2 separate regions of the Ovis aries genome follow, and region 1 is linked to region 2. A link is a contact called in public Hi-C data. All regions are on one chromosome and are shown on one strand. The core of a region is the stretch at or near the end of the contact, and the rest is flanking DNA. Distances in the headings are between cores, read along the strand shown.

What was found. A called contact is a pair of places that touch in the nucleus more often than the background predicts.
Region 1: a contact with region 2 is called in a Hi-C map of liver, with 5 times the contacts expected there. The contact joins the enhancer-like site here to the promoter of ZNF79 in region 2. A contact is called at or near these places in 2 of 16 Hi-C or Micro-C datasets (liver and tail adipose tissue).

Annotation. Positions count from the first base shown.
Region 1 is chr3:9,201,724-9,205,262 of ARS-UI_Ramb_v3.0, reverse strand. RALGPS1 (Ral GEF with PH domain and SH3 binding motif 1) reads left to right here. Exons shown (of 19, transcript XM_042245697.2): 2 at 1,187-1,265. Among named protein-coding and RNA genes, the nearest start is that of RALGPS1, 15 kb to the left of the region's middle. Within about 2 kb of position 1,327, at least 3 of the 54 cell types and tissues checked have an H3K27ac peak or open chromatin away from gene starts, as enhancers often do. A contact at or near this core is called in liver, where this site is marked.
Region 2 is chr3:8,728,684-8,731,752 of ARS-UI_Ramb_v3.0, reverse strand. It overlaps ZNF79 (zinc finger protein 79), which reads left to right and starts at 1,413. Exons shown (of 5, transcript XM_012162511.5): 1 at 1,413-1,785. The coding sequence starts at 1,770.

The sequences.
Region 1 (3,539 bases), core at 78-2,577, 470 kb before region 2:
GGTGGGTAAGGAGGAAGCCTCAGTCGGTTTGGGTCAGCAGCCTGTGTTTGGGTTGTTTTCTTGCTTCTGGAACACAAAGTGTGGGCTGGGGTGGGGGTGGCCTGAAGCCAGAGAGGGAAGCAGAGCCTGGCCTCTTGAGCGCCTTGGGCCCCAGGGACCCCAGGGGAAGGGCTGCAAGGAAGCTCTGGAAGTGGGAGGACTAAGGGAAGGGGGCAAGTAGAGGAGACAGGAGGGAGGAGAAGGAGAATGAGGATGTTATTGAGGCTGAGAGATGAGGGGCTGGTGAACCATGTTCAAAGCTCAGCCGTTAGGTCCTGCTGACCTAATGCGTGGTGGGAAGGTGGTGTGGTGTGGGGGTGGATGTAGCCTGGAGCTCAAGGGCCGAAGCTGTTTGGAAGACTGGGGAGAACTTCGGGTGCTCTCAGGCAGAGGGAAGAATCAAGAGAGTGGAGGAGGCTGAGGGTGCAAAGTGGGGTGCCGGTGGGGAGGTGGTGGTGCCCTGGGTGGCCTTGGGTCTCAGGCGGACACCTCTTCCTCAGAGTTGAGAGTCAGGTGCCAGGAGACGATGCGGAACTTCAGGTTAAAGGAGGGACCCAAGGGAGGTGAAGTCAGCTTTCCTCAGTGGAGGAGGTCATGAGGCTGCCCTCCTGGGGATGGTGGGGGGTGCGGAGAGGGGGTGGTCTGGAGGAGGGAAGGCAGACCGGCCTCAGGGCCCTCTGCAGCGGCTGTGCAGGATGCCTGTCCGTGGCCCTGTGCCACGTGGGCTGCCTCCCTGGCCACTTGCTCTGAGGGCAGGGGTGTTTGTGCCGGGTACTCCTGAGTTTTTCCCGCAGGGCCCTTCCTGAGGTCTTGGCCGGGCTTTGCAGTTGCTAGAATGCATCTTCCTGTGGAGTCCCATGGCAGACCCTCCCGTGCTTCCACCAGCATGTATCCAAAGCATGACGGGAAAGGAGAATAGTGACCACAGAGATTTAAGTTAACTTTGGTGATTTTAGGGCAGGCTTTGCTACCCGATTGGCTAAATGGTGTCGCATATTGATCTATGGGGAAGGCTTGTGACATTTCACAGAACAGGCTCAGAATCTGATCTTGTTTTACTATATTTGGTCTGACCTTGCTGAGCGTCAAGAAACAAATCTCACCATTTGGAACATCGTGTAAATCGAATTACCCCCTACTCTTTCAGAGGCTCCTGTTTGGAAAGAGACCTGCTGGGACTGTTTATCCTGTTGGCCTGGGATTATGAAGCCCAACACGTGTTCCTGGTAAGTGGGTTCACTGACCCTGGTGCCCTGTGCCCTCTTGAGCAGAGGGCCAGGGTGTGGCACCCAGAGGTGCGGCTGGTACGGGTGAGCGGGTGCCTTTGAGGTCAGAGGAACCTCCTGCCGGCGAGCCTGTGGGGCTGTGGAGAGCACAGGGGCTTTTGGGACTCAGGTGTCCTCAGTGAGCCACACCCAGAGGGTGTTTCAGGGGCTTTCTCTTGGGATGACTTGGGCTCTGGGGTTTTCACTCCTGATTCTTGGATCAGGGTTTTTTCCTTTCTCTCTCTCCTCCTCGTGCAAAACCTCTTGTTGCCACACTGTTTCAGCGTCATCCTTTTGCTCCTGTTGGTCAGAAGACGAACGTTCTGTGTCACCCTCCCTACAGTTGGGGTGACTTTGGTGATCTCCTTTCTCCCAACCTCAGTCAAGTCTTTGTCTCACCCCACAAACCTCTGCCCACCCCCGCTCCATTCAGCTTCCCTCCTCACTTTGGGCTGTCCTTGCTACAGACCCTTCGTCAGAAAGGGCCAGCCTGTGGTGGGAGTCACGCTTGGCCCTGGGAGGATGGGGGAAGGAATACAAAGGTGAGTAAGACATGCTCGTGGTCTTCCAGAGACTCTGATCTACTCATCAACCCCTGTCTTCCTGCCTACTTCCTCCCGCCCTCCTCGCTCCCTGAGGTTGTGTCCAGCCTACCCAACACCTCTTCTAAAAATGCTTTTTTGCACTCCTGACTCACTTAAGTTCTCCTTTTAAACTGTATGACACTTGTTTCAGCCCCCTCTCGTGGCCTTGGCCACAGTCTGCATTGCAGTCTGCTTTTTTTTTGACCTCCCCCTTATCTCCCTGACTAGACGTCAAGCGCTTTTAAGGCAGGGGCTGTGTGTTGCTCATTATTGTATTCCATGCAGTGCCTTGCTCCATGCCTTACACACAGTAGGTGCTCAATAAGTGTCACCAGATGGGAACCAACATGGACTTGCTTATGGTTCTCAACACCCATCCCCTCTGTAGCCATGGTCCTCAGGTCTTGAGACAACATATGACCACAGGGGAGTATCTGCCTAGAAGAATCCTAGGAGATCTTATTCAGGTTGGAGTAGTCACAAAAGTGTTAAAAGCTGAAATATTACAATATTTTTCAGATTCTTCCTAGTACCTTACCCTTCTGTCAAGCTACTCTCACAAAGTGGTAGAAGGTAAAATTTCTGATGCTTTCCTGCCAGGGCCCCAGGCTTCCCTGATTACAGTACAAGTAATTCATACGGTGCTTTGAAGAAGCAAGTTCCCTGAAACTTACATATCAGAGGGATTGGTTCCTTTAAGGAGGTTGTTGGAAATAACTTGGTTTAAAGGTAAGAGCACGTGAGAAAGCTGAGACTGGGTGATAACTCATTTTTCCGAGATCACACAGCAAGTAAGTGGCAGAGTTGAGTTTTGACTCTAGGTTAGTCTAGTTCTAGAAGTGGGGTTCCTCTCCTCTGTGCTTTTGAGTCTGATGAGAAATGGATTCCATGGGCAGGGCTGCAGCTACCTACTTGCTGCCTATGCCCTCAGAGGGACTGCTCAATCTCGGATCCTAGGGGGTCTGGCAGAAATGCTCCTAGCCCCTGTCATCACTAGGGGACCACAGGGCAGGGGGTCCTCTCCCCACGTCTCAGCAGGAAAACCACAGTGTGCTCACGAGGGTGCCCTTGAACAGAGGCTAGAAGTTGTCCAGGCTCGCCAGTGCTGCCATAGCTCGAGCAATCTGCCGTGAACACGGGCTGCGTGAACCTGCACCCTCCAGCAGGCAGAGACACATGACAGCTTTGTGGGGACCTGGCCAGTGACAGAGGGAAGCCAAGCTTCACACTGGGAGCAGTGGGTCCTTTGAGGCAGGATAGAAGGAGAAGATGTTTAAGACCTTTATAAGCAGAGAATTACGAGGATGCAATTAAAGTGTACCAGAGGCTTGCTGGAACTAAAAAACATGGCTTTAATTGGTGGTTTGGAAGGTCCAGTAGAAGAAACGCCTCAAAACCCAGAAAAATAATAAAAAGAAATGGAAATAATGAACTAAAATGTGAGATGCTGTCCGCAGGGAAAGGCCTTGGAGAGCTTATCCGCGGGACCTGGCATGGAGTCTTGGGAGTTCCAGAAGGAGAAAAAGGAGTAGATGGAGGAGTAATAGGAAGACAATAGAAGAAAATGTCATTGAATTGAAGAAAGATTTGATTCTTCAGATTAAACGGATCCTTTCATCCCACACAAAAACCAACACTCAGACCTACTTTC
Region 2 (3,069 bases), core at 164-2,663:
CTGGAAAAAGGAACGAAAGAGACTCATTGCCTAGAGTTTCCAGAAGGAACAGAGCCCGGAAAACACCTTGATTTTAGCCCAGGGAGATCCATCTCAGCCTTCTGATCTCCAAAGTTGTAAGCCTAAAAATCACACAACCCTAAGGTTCAGTTCAGTTTAGTTGCTCAGTAGTGTCCAGCTGTTTGCGACGCCATGGACTGGTCACATGAATCACAGCCTTGTCTAACAAAAAAACTATGAGCCATGCCGTGTAGGGCCATCCAAGATGCACGGGTCATGGAGCAGAGTTCTAACAAAACATGGTCCACTGGAGAAGGGAACGGCAAACCACTTCAGTAGTCTTCTCATAAGAATGCCATCAACAGTAGGAAAAGCCAGAAAGATATGACACTGAAAGCCTAAGGTAGAGAAGGTTTTATCTCAAAGAGGTCTGTGGGTGTGAGTTGTCTCATGGAGTGAATCCCAGTAAGTTCATAGAAGACCCCACAAAGTTAGAATTATATTGGGAAAGACACTACCACCAGTGATTAAGAGGGACAGAGACAAAATGGAAAGAGGTTCAGGACCCCCAAACTCATTTCTGCTGCCCAAGTAATACATTCTTCTCTCCTTAACGTCAAAAAATATCTCTGAAACTAAATTGATCATTAGAAAATTGCTTGATTAGTGAAGATCAACAGGCTTGTGGGAAATTTTCATCAATGTTCTGAGGAAGCCCACTTTGAAATATCCCCTTTGGCAGCACAGAAGCCTCCAAGGGCCGACTATTCAGGAAACTCCTTCCTCCATAATTCTGATCGAACTCTATTAAGCGTGCTCCTGCCCCTGAAATTACTGAAAGACGTTCCCTCTTGGGAACGTCCGATGGATACTTTGAGCGTTCCAACCCAACCTGTGACTGCTCTGTTCACAGAGGGGGCCCTCACTTCCTTTAATCCCCCGCCCTAAACTCTACGTTGGACTCTCGAAGACCAGTGAAGGTGGCTGGGGTTGGGCCCTGAGCTGAAGGACTAGCTGAGCCGCAGTCCTGGGCAAGTCAAATCATTGAGGAGAAACCAGGCGCTCCGCGACGATGCGTATCAGCGCCTGCGCTAAAAGCACCGCTCCCGGAGCCTTAGCGGCCAAGTCGCTTCCTACCGAAGACGCCCGGGTTATTCGATTCGGTGGATGGACCTCTGCGTGGCACGTACAACAAAGCGTGACGGGAAACACATTCTCGGAGCAGAAACAGCCGGAAGCCTGGCTAGGAAATACGGTCCACCAAGGAAATACGGTCCACGAAGGTGTGTGGGTCACAGCCTCCTACCGAGAACGACAAAAAGCCATCGGTCTGCAACAGAGCGCAGCGATTTCTGGGAGATGGAGTCCCGTGCGCAAGGAGGCATGTGCGCGTGTCCGGAAGTGACGCTTTTAAGGCGCGCCCCTCTTTCGCGCACAGGCGGGCCTGCGACCGCATTTTCTGAGCTTCGGGCGGTAGCCGTGTCCTGGAGCCTTTTCACGTAGAGGGCAGCGGGCTTTTTCAAGTGGTGTTCCACTAGAGACCGAGTCGGCAATTGTGTCACGGGCTCCCCAGCCGGGGCCCGGCTGTGGCTGTGGAGACAATGAAAGATCCACCGGACAGGACGGACCCGGCTCAGCCCCGCAGTCTCAGATTCGGCCGTTGAGGGGAGAGGCCTGCGAGAAGAGTCCAAAGCGGGGCTGGGGCCGCAGTGAAGCGACGCCGACGCTCAGAGAACTGCTGGGAGGCGGTGGCGCGAGGTGGGACCCAGATGCTGGAGGAAGAAGGTGAGAAGGAGTGTTGGAGCGGTTCGTGGCTTCCAGCCTGCGCGCCAGTACTGTTGTGTGACCCGGTTCCGAACTCAGCGGTTATCCTTTCCACAAGTAGTTGGGGACGGTCCTTTTTTGAATAATTATGGTGTCAAAAAAAATTGAAGAGCTCAGTCCTGAATCATCTCTGAGTATCCTGTTCCTGACTCTGATTTGTTGACGTACCTATGGCATTAAAAAGTAGAAGTGGGCCCTGGAAAGGAAAATGAGACGTACTCAGGGCCTGCTCTATTGCTTCCGATCTTCCAGCCTTCTTAAAGCAACCAGGGATACTCAGAATGGGAGCCTGTTGGCTTCCTGTGATACTGAGGGTGGGTTCAGCCCAGTTGGATTGTGAAATCTTGGCGAATCCTGGGAGTTTAGAATCAGAAGGCTAGGATTCCTGTTTAAGCCGGGGGGTACCAGCCAGGTCTCTTGACCTGTGTTTCTTCATTGAGGAAAAGGTAAAATGACGTTAACTACCTCGTTCACCTCTAAGAACTGTAAGCATCAAATAAGATGATGCTTTTGAAAGCACCTTGAATGCTTTACAGAACAGAACAAATGTGTATGTAATAGTAACCACTGAGGCATTGCCCTCCTCTGCTAGACCAGGAATCGGTCTGTCACTCCTCAAGTGCAATTTCACATCCAACATTTCACGTCGTCTTCCCTCAGAGACCCGGGAACACAAGCAGGATGATTATCCTCCTCCCCATAGTACCAAAGGTGAAAATACGTACAATGGATAGGTACAGCTCAGTAACATGAAGTCTGTACTAAGACCAGTGTTCAGACGTGTTTACTTTTTTTAGAGTTGTTCCCCGAAGACTACACTACCACTCTTGGTTTTTATTTAATTGAGATATAATTTGCATGCTATAATACTAAATTTGAAAGATTACAGTTCAGTGGCTTTTATTATATTCACAAAGTTAGGCAACCATCGCGACTATTTAATTCCAGAACATTTTCATCATCTCACACTACTCCACAGTCTCCTTTCCTCCTAGTCCCTGGCCAGCTATTCATCGTTCCATCCCTATGGATTTGCCTGTTCTGGACGTTTCAAGAAAGGAGAGTCATACAGTATATGTGTCTGGGGTCTTTCCCTTAGTATGTTTCAAGGTTCATCCATGTTGTAACATGAAGTGTACTTCCTTTTTATGGCCAAATAATATTCCATTACATGGATTATACCATGTTTTGTTGATCTGTGCCTCAGGTGATGAACATCTGAGTGGTTTCCAGTTTGCGCTATTG